Regions from separate parts of the Rattus norvegicus genome. Here region 2 is linked to region 1. The links are chromatin contacts, called in public Hi-C maps. All regions are on one chromosome and are shown on one strand. Each heading gives the region's core, a stretch centred on a gene start, on an enhancer-like site or on the middle of the called end of the contact. The rest is flanking DNA. Distances are from core to core; before and after follow the strand shown. Region 1 has its middle 17 kb from the start of Dnah7. Region 2 holds the start of Stk17b (serine/threonine kinase 17b).

Region 1 (5,040 bases), core at 2,359-4,858:
AAATGCTATTATTTTTAATTTAAAAAGTTCTTAAATATTACTTGCTCTTGCTAACTTCAGGTTTATGGAATAATTACAATGGGAAATAACAAAGTTCCCACAGACTGTCTTAATCTCCTGTACCAGTATTAGTGTAACATTTCTAACTGTAATGAGCAAAATCACAGGCTAATAATAATTAAGTGAGGTCCTTAATTGACATTAAGATCACCCTTTGTAGTCTATAATTCTGACAAATGTACATTGATGCTTATCTACAAGATAGAGAGGAAATTAGGATTATAAAATAATGTTCATTGTATAAAGCTGAGGTAGGAAGCCTTTCATAAGCATGTCATTTCTTGTATTTCAATCTATATCTATATCTACATATATCTATAATATATCTATATATCTATAATATATCTATATCTATATCTACATATATCTATAATATATCTATATCTATATCTATAATATATCTATATCTATATCTATATCTATATCTATATCTATATCTATATCTATATCTATATCTATATCTATATCTATATCTATATCTATCACTGGAAGCGGAACATCACTGAGAGTGCATTTCTATACTAATAGCACTAAAGGCTCATCCCAGAAACAGACCATCTTTTACTAATTTTTGTGTATATCCTTTCAGTCGGAGAAGGCAATTGATTTCACTGAAGTCATTATACCCCAAATAAAGAAGTAGGACATTTTATTGCTTCCATTAGATATGTGAAACTACATCTGGTGAATTGGCAGTCACAAATGGCTCAAAGGTTCAGGGGAGACGTTATGGAGGAGACACTCTTTCAACTGGGACCTAAAAAGCAAGTAAAAAATTGAAATTGTATTATATACATCTGTATATATTTGAATATGAATGGAGAAGATATTAGTATTCACGCAAACTAAAACAGTAAATGAGAAGATTCTACTACATGAAATCTTATTAAATAACCAGACCATTATGGCTGGATGTTTGAGCAGAAAACTCAGTAGATGGAACATCACTGAAGCAGGTGTAATAAAGTTATAACAGCTATAGATAGATATAGATGTAGATGTAGATATAGATATAGATATGGATATGGATATAGATATAGATATAGATATAGATATAGATGATATAGATAGATATAGATATAGATATAAGGAGACAGAGACACACAGAGAAGCAGAGGAGAGGAGAGGGAGAGGGAGAGAAAGAGAGAGAGAGACAGAAATAGAGACAGAGAGAGAGACAGACAGAGACAGAGACAGATAGAGACAGAGACAGAGAGAGAGAGAGAGAGAGAGAGAGAGAGAGAGAGAGAGGGAGAGAGAGAGGTTTGCCGAAGGTGGAGACCACAGTCTAACTAGAGGTTTCATGATGACGGTTCAGAGAAGAGGCTATGGGAGCTATGGTTGGATTGGTAAGGAAGAAGAACTGATGGATTCTGGATTCTGCTCTGGATCAAGTTAGGCCAGGGACAGGGAAGGACATTAAGGACTCCTGTCCTCACCTAGGTGCTCATTGTTCAATAGGACTTAGCAGGAAGGGATGATCTATACGACATTTTCACGAAAGAGTCACAAGAGGCACTAATGCTGGATTGGGATTCTGGGAAAGAGGCAATCTCAAGATGCTATACTTAGAAAACTGATGGGGTGGAAGTAAAAGATCAAAGGGAAAAAAAGTCCACTTCTGGGCCTACAATTTTGAAGAGTAAGACAGTGATGGGCGGGGCATAGAGAGCTCAAAGTGGAGAGTGTACAGCATCTGGAGCCACAGCATTGAGGTGGCAAATGGAGCTTTGAAAGTAGGTGAGGTCTATGAGAGCAGAGGGAGAGGCTGCCAACTGGGACATTGGGAGTATCAGTGAATGTTTATGATGGAGGAAATGATACAAAAGGAAATGTCAGAGAGGTAAGGGGATGAGGCAGAGGAGTCACTCAAGACCAAGAAGGAGGTACATTTAAGGATCAAACCTGGCAGCAGTAATAAATTCTGAAGTGAAGAAAAAACAAAAAACAAAACAAAAAACAAAGAAACGGCTCCAGGTCATTAGTGATCTACGTCTGCAGATGACGTAGATGGAAGTCAAGCTATGGAGGGTTTTCCACGCAGAGGAAGGAGGTTTGGGGTAAGTACCACCCATTTGGAGAATGGAGACGACCCAAGGGGAATATGTACAGATCTGGGGGTGCTACCTAACTTGTATTTGGAGAAAGCCATCCAGCATTCATTAGAGGCAGACCAGGAATCCACCTCCACGTTCTTTTCTGCATGTACTTTTTTGGTATGTCCTCTTCTGGTTCTTTTTCTATTCTTGGCATGGGTACCAAAAGAAACCACACAGACAGAAGCCTGCCATTGTATGCCTTTGGCTCTTTCTACAATTAGAAGGAAGATGGTAATTTTCAGACAGTATCAACAAAGCATATTCAAATTATATCTGTATGCCAACTCCAATGAGCTTTACTGAGCAGCACGTAGTGATGAAATCTGGTATGAAAATATACTCAGGTGTGCACACGGTGCCTGCTTCATAGAGGACGCAGTCAAATGTGTTTTGTGAAACGGTGCAAAATGGGACATGATCTTCTTCCTGGTTGCTGAGACACGCAGATGAAGTGGTTACGTAGAAACTCAAAGCACATATTCCCAGATGATCGGACTACAAGATGCTCTGAGAGGTAAATTCAGTTATACCTGAGTGGGAAACAGAGTCTGCACTGGACCCTTGTGGGGATGGGATGTAGGATTTACTTCTGTGCAAGTAAAAGATCAGGCACTCCTTTCAAAGACAACCCCTCTCCTTGCCTGACTTCTGGTGCCTCCGTCTTGTCTCCCTTCTCCCAATCCAAATTTAGGAGAGGTTGACAGTGTTCCCCTCTGGGGTCTTGGTGAGGCCCACCATCTGCTTAAATGGAGCAGAGCCCAGGGCAGTATAATTCTGACTATGTCTGTAGTCTTGCAAGATAACCTTGCAAATGTAACCCAGCTCACATTCTGTGTTTAGCACCAGCACTTGACATAACTTCTGAGCACGTGACGTTCAAACATATGATTTATAGGGACAATGTTTCAGATAGAAAGAAAGGAAGTCATGGGGCGCTGGAATGCCTGCTCTGTACTTGAAACTAAGCAGGGTCTTTTTATAAGTTGTGTGGACCAATCCCCTCAGTTCTGGAGGGGTGCAATGTCACGTTGGAGAGACAAAAATGGAGAGATTACTTACTTACATTCAGAAAACCAGTAGGGAGAAAGGTTTGACTAATACCAGCTCTGATTCTAGAAAATAAACTCTGTTCTGCTTTGGAGAAAGAAAAGACACCCTACCTTAAATTACCAGAAATGTCTCAATGTTGGAATATATGGGACAGAAGATTTATAGAATCAACTTATAATCTTACTTACAAGGTCAAACAAAGCACTTGGCAGGCTGAGAATGACTGGCTAGGATCACACTCAACCTTTGATCAAGAAAAAAAGAGAATGTCTGGGGAATGTTCTTTGGAAAGATTACCAAAGTAAATAAAGAGAAAGTTTTTTAGTTGCCCCAAGCAATCACGAAAACACTACATATCTATGTGATTACCAGGCACAGTTGAAAAGCATTTTATTGGGCAAATAAAGACCAGAGTGATCTTTGTGCCATTGACCTTTAAGTCACCTGACAGACAAGGATATGGTGAGGTAAAAGCACTCAGGCCTCCAGTCACCAGTCTCTAGAAGCTTTTGGTGATCTGACTTACAATGTACAAATCTCAAGTTCCCAGAGAGGAGGAACTGATGCATATACAAAGAAAAACTGGCCAATCTGTGTATTTTCTGCTTCATATTGCTCGAAAGGAAAATTACTTAAGGTATCCCCTCCCTCCGCAATACAGCATACAATCAACAAATACAATGGAACCCGTTCAGAAAAACGCTGGTCTGAAGCCAATTGGCTTCCCACACGTGTCATTTGCCTCAATCTTAATACATGTCTGTGCTTCTTGGTGACTGCAAAATTTAAAATTTAAGCAGTCCACATTAAAAGTTTCGTGTTAAAAGTGAAGTTCTATTTAAAACAAGTTTCTCTTGCCAATTTGCAAGTGAATATATCTCCCTCTAGTGTCCAAGGGAAATAGTGCAGTCACTCTCGTTTGTCTGGTTGTGATTAGTAGAAGGTCAAAGTGTGGTTAAAAAGAGCAGCATCACTGTTTGTTTTCCTAGGAATTGTTCCACATATATTTCAATGTTTTCCTGAACAAATACCACACGCGTGAATTTCCAGCCCCGTTTTGTAGGGTTCTTTCATATCTAATCTATCTGCTGTGACTTTGACTTTGAACTTGCATAACTTGGTTAAAGAGTTGAAAAATGTGTGATATTTTTTTAAGTGTCCTGAAAGAGAAAATGAGAACCCCAGGGTCTGCCCTCAGACTGCCTTTGTCCCTGTTCCCCTCTATGATAAAACCGGTCCAGAATAAACTTGATAGTTAGGGAACCAAAATATAAACATAATTTCTCCCTCTCTTCCCTCCCTCCTCTCTCCCTCCTCTCTCCCCGTCTTTCTCCCATCCCCCATCCCCCACCTTATTTGATAGTGTCATCTGTCTCCATAGCTTTGTTACCATCTGTGGATAAACTTCAATCTATATCCTGACTGGTAATGCAGCCAGAGCCGTCCGCTGTATTTCCACCTCAACATCTTTCTTGGTTATCTAACAGTCACCTTAAACTTCAACATATCTAACCCCAGATTTTTAATTTCTTTCACCTTCCACCATTTACCAAGTGGCTTAGATCAAAAGACCAACGAGCCAGACAAACCCTCACTGGCATTCGATCTTAGCCGGGTTCCTTATATCTATCCAGGGCCTCAGCAACTCCCGTCTATGTTTCCTCCAGAGCAATCTCTGATTCATCCTCTTTCCCTCCCTATGCCAACCGCTCTCCAGGCACTGTTTCTCCCTCCCTGCCTTCTCCAGTCAGGTTCCTAGTTGGCCTGCCTGAGCCAAAGAGGGATCGACACCACACACTTTGCTTCCTTCAACACGTCTAAAGTTTCAAAA
Region 2 (4,875 bases), core at 669-3,168, 60 kb before region 1:
TTAAAATAAAATGAACTTAAATTAAAATTAAATGACTGCTTAAAAGCTGGTGACAAGAAGGAGGTGGTGGTGGCGGCAGAGAAATGACTCGTTGGTTAAGAGCACTTGCTGCTTTTGTAGAGGACCAGAGTTCAGTTTCCAGTACCCACATCAGGTAGTTGATGACATCTAACTCCAGCTCCAGGTAGATGTCAGGGCAACACCTTCGGCCTCCTCTGGCACACTCACTCATACGCACATACTCTTCACATACAAATAACTAAAAGGTTTTTAAAAATATGCTGGCAATGGGCTGGGGAGCTGTCTCGGTAAAAATGTTAACCACACTACCAACAGGACCTCAGCCCAGATTTCCATGTAGAAAGCTGTGCACAGGTGCCTGCTCCTGAGTCCGGTGCTGGGGAAGTGGATACAGGTGCATGGATCCATGGAAGTACTGCTAAGTAGGCCACGCTGGAGACTGTCTCAAAAACTAACATCTGGCCACCACACACACATACCCAGATGTGCACTACCCCACATAAACACACACACAACACACCATCTATACACAAAAGCTGGCAATCAAGGAATTGTTTAAATTAAAAAGGTACAGTTACACACATGGATACACCAAAAAAACACCAGCAGGAACCCCAAGAGGGTAGGCTCAGCCTCGGTGCTTAGACTTTGGGATGCAGCTCCTGTTTCCGGAAGAAAATATGAAAACAGTCTCATTGGTTTGTGGACACCACACAAATCTATTTCAATAGGTGAGTTTGTTTCCACCTTAACATTTATTCTTCCCTGGCCAAAGGGATGCAATATTCTCCATTTGACGATGCTTAAAGAATCAATACATTCTATGAGGCCTGTCTAAATAACAACAGACAGACCCCATGAACTGGCTCTGATACTTTAAATGCATGTGTCTTGGGACATATAGTGCTTGGAAGAGCAAGCAGCAAATGGCTTAAGGAATCTTGGTTAAATGTGACAGAAGAAGAACATAAAACTGTTGCTAAGATGTTTAAAAGCAAGAGGATTCCACTCACAGTATTTTTTTCCCAATAGTTTTTCACACCTACTAAAAAAAGTATCCTTCAGCAATTCTAGGTTCTATGTGTATTTACTACATTTAATTATAAGTAACCTAGGATCCTATATGTATGCAAACCTACTATGTCTAGCACGAAACTTTCCATTTTTAAATTGTCTTCAATAGGTAACAACACATCTTGGAGCTGAGGGTGGAACTTGGTGGTGGAACCCAGTGGTGGAACCCTTGCTTAGCATGTGAAAGCCTCTCACACTGCTTAAAAGAGAAAAAAGTTTGCAGCAATGCACATTGAGCGGATACAGCTTTTCATTCTTTCCCTTAGCACAGTAAACTAGCAATTAGTTTGTCTTTGGACTTTCCTACAGTGCCTTGAGCCAGTGTCTCAAGACACTCAGCTGTAGATACCAGGATCGGTAAATCCTGGAGTCCTTTTATGGTTCCAAGAACTCATTGCAAACTGGAATGTCGACTAGTAGGGTAGGTTCAGGTAGTAAGGAAGAGGACAAGAAAGATTTAAAACACAGTCTTTGATCATCACAAGTCAAACAGCCCAGACGTCTCCTGCTTCTTTCATCTCCTGTGTCCCGATACTCACACCTCCCGGAACCACCCTGAAGGTGGGAAAGGAAGAAAAAGTCGCGCTCGGACCCTGCCTGCACCCTGTTCAGTCCTAGACTACGTCCAGCCCCCAAAGTCTTCAGGCGTCCGGCAACTACGCCCGGGCCCCGCCCACTTCCCCCGCGGCGGCCGGTCCGCACCGCACGCGCAGCCCGCCGGCGCCCCGCCCCGCTCCCACGTGACAACCCCACCCTCCATGATCGCTCCGATTGGCTCTCCGGCCCCAGCGGGCGGAGTCTAGCGAAGTACAGTGTCCCAGACGCCGCTGCACTTTTCAAACCTCAACTGTAAGAAGCGTCAGTCAGCGTCTGTGCGGTCGCCGCCGGGAGTCTCCTCATAGGGGTCTGGCTGACGGCGACCAGCCGCTGTGGGGAAGAGTGCGAGGTGAGCCTGTGTAGCCGCGGCCCCGTCGGAGGGAGGGCAGAGCCTGCGGCGGCGTAGAACTGCGGTCGAGCGGTCGGTGTGGGGGCGCCGGGGACCCTGTGGCGAGCCCGAAGGCCAGAGCCGGCGTCCGGAGCGCGGTTGTGTCCGATAGCCTCCGCGGCCGGCGTCTCGACGTGGTCCTCGGAGTGGCTCCCGAACTCGCGTGCTGTGCGCGCGGGACGCCTTCACGTCGGGGCGGGTGGACGCTCGGGTCAGCAGCCCCAGAGAAACTTTGCGGCCATCGCGTGGGCCGCTGTCAGTCCCAGCGTGGGGAGCCACAGCTGTTTCTGGGACTTTTTTTGACTTTCCTTTAAAGCAGTGGGAATCCCTCTGTGCTTGTGACCCATCCTCAGACTAGAGAGCCACATCATGGCCACGGTTTGGATCTTTATCCTGGGCCGGCCTTACCGTGGGAAAAGCGCTTAATTTTGTTTCCCTCTCGGGAGATAGATGAGTGGAAACAGTTGAAAGAAACTTCACAGCCAGCTGGTGGCTAGTGTCTGTGGCTTGCGTTGGAACTAGAGTCACGCTGGCTTCAGCTTGCAAGTTGGAATTAAGAAATACTTCTGAAAGCCTAGGAATTTCAATCATACTCAATCATTAGCTCGGTGTATGACATTCGCTGAGTGTTTGGATGACGTCATGTTTACATCCCTGGCACCGATAATGCCGCAGGTTTGATACCGCGTGGACTTTTTAAGTTTTCAAGTCTAGGAGAGAGACTGTACCTTGGGCAGCAAGGTCTGCAGAGATAACGAGGCAAGTGGAGGCATATGAAACATGGAATTTTGAACTCAAGGAGCACAGTTTTATTACAGAGAGATATATAAACTCACTTTCTCATTGGTGCAGTCTTCACGGTGAGATGCCCAGAAATGGTTTTCAACAATTTTATAAAAATTGAATCACATTGCTTTAAAATTGTGTATATTAAAAGAAAACTAGTTCATAGAAATAGTGACCAAATTTTAGACCTGTCTTTTCTCCCAAACTTCTTTGATATTAGTTTAATTTTTGGTAGTTTTAATACTTCAAGTAATTGAAGGTTTTTTTGTTTTTGATTTTTTTTTGAGATACATACATTTTAGATAATTTTCTGGAATGAAGGTTTACTATTAAAGTACATTTAGTTACATGACAGTATGTTTATGTTAGAAAAGTAAAATCTTTTTTGTATGTGGGTAGAATGGTAATAGTTTTTCTTGGATTTTTTTTTTTTTTTAAGTAAGAAATTAGTTTCAGGAGATGACTCCACTGGGAAATGTTTTTGCCACCAACTCAAATGTCCTGATCCCCAGGACCTACATGGTAGAAAGAGAAAACCTATGCTTACAGCTTGTCCTCTGACCTCTCAACTTGCATGTAATAAAATATTAAGCAAAAAAGAAATGACATTTTGGTTAAGGTAGAAGTGACATTTTAGTAGAGACTTTATAAATTGTAGTTTCTCTAGACAATGTAGTATTTAATGGCAGATACTTTTAATTTCATTTTTAAGTTTGTACTGACAATAAACAGCTTATGGGTGTTAAATGAACTTATAACCGTGTTTTCAATGCTTTGCTTTGTAGCTGCTTGACAGTTATAAGGAAAAATTCTCTGTTAAAGTCTCCCAGCTTTTAAGAGACTCAGTTTAAAACTAAATTTTCTCAAGATATGATGATATATTATAATGCTTATTTCCTGTGTCTAAAATTCTTCTTGCATCTTGACATTTGCTCTACATTTGAGCCATATTGAGTCTTGCTTACCAGTTTAAAGGATTTTTGTCTTTTTTTTTTTTTTTTTTTTTCCTTTTTTTTGGAGCTGGGGACTGAACCCAGGGCCTTGTGCTTGCTAGGCAAGCGCTCTACCACTGAGCCAAATCCCCAACCCCGGATTTTTGTCTTTTGAGACAGGGTCTCACTGTATAGACTTAGCTTTGAACTCAAGAGATCTGCCTGGCACTGTCTCCTGAGTGCTGGAATTAAAGGCCCACACTACCAGCTCAGTTTCAATTATTTGTTTATTCATATGGCAGAGTTGGGGATTGAACCTATGCCTCACGCTTGCAGAGTTGATATGCTACCAAAAGAGCTATTATATTTCCTATACCAGACTATTTAAAAAAAGATATGTTTTTGAAGTGTTTTGTGTTCAAGACAGAGAAATATCCTTTTCAATTATCTCGTGCATATCAACGAGCCCCTTTTTCAAATATTTATACATGATGTATTTTGATTGATCATTTTGCTTTTTCCAACTAGCCCAAAAGAGGGTGTACTTTAGGCATTGAGAAATTTTAATAGTAAAATAGTAGTTCCTTTTTTAACCCTTTAAGAATTAGATTCCAGTTGACATTGTAACAGTTACTGAACAGACATTATTTCAGAGGTGCTATTAGTAAAGGGTATGATAATTTACTTTACACCAGAAAGCCAATTTTCCATCTGATGAGTGATGAGCTCTGTGTAATGGTTGGCCGGCCATTATTTCCGTTTTTCAACATCTTCTCTTCCTACTTCACAATTACAGGATCTATTTCTTTTTCTGAAGGTGGGAGGGGATGGCATCAGGCCTTACTGTCTTGGCCCAGTGTCAGGCTGAGGTTCCTTGCCTGGCTGTAACCCTGCGGTAATCTATACTCCAATAGTTGGACTAGAGTCAGTTGGCGTCCTATTGTGATTTTCAGGGAATTAAATTACTGGATTTTGCTTGCTGTTCAGTATTTAAAAACAAACATGACAATACAGTGCTGTGGGTAGAGTACATAGAACATAGAAGTCATTTGTCAACACCAATGTTGTCTTCCAGTC

What was found. Hi-C and Micro-C count contacts between places; a contact is called where the count stands out from the background.
Region 2: a Hi-C map of the A7r5 cell line shows a contact between it and region 1, with 3 times the contacts expected there. The contact joins the promoter of Stk17b here to the enhancer-like site in region 1. A contact is called at or near these places in 3 of 12 Hi-C or Micro-C datasets (the A7r5 cell line, the Rat2 cell line and liver).

What each region holds. Positions count from the first base shown.
Region 1 is chr9:62,770,744-62,775,783 of GRCr8, reverse strand. No RefSeq gene overlaps it. Among named protein-coding and RNA genes, the nearest start is that of Dnah7, 17 kb to the right of the region's middle. Within about 2 kb of position 3,608, at least 7 of the 93 cell types and tissues checked have an H3K27ac peak or open chromatin away from gene starts, as enhancers often do. A contact at or near this core is called in the A7r5 cell line, where this site is marked.
Region 2 is chr9:62,829,554-62,834,428 of GRCr8, reverse strand. Stk17b (serine/threonine kinase 17b) reads left to right here and starts at 1,918. Exons shown (of 8, transcript NM_133392.1): 1 at 1,918-2,041. LOC120094686 (a long non-coding RNA gene) reads right to left here and starts at 2,072. Exons shown (of 5, transcript XR_010054982.1): 1 at 1,938-2,072.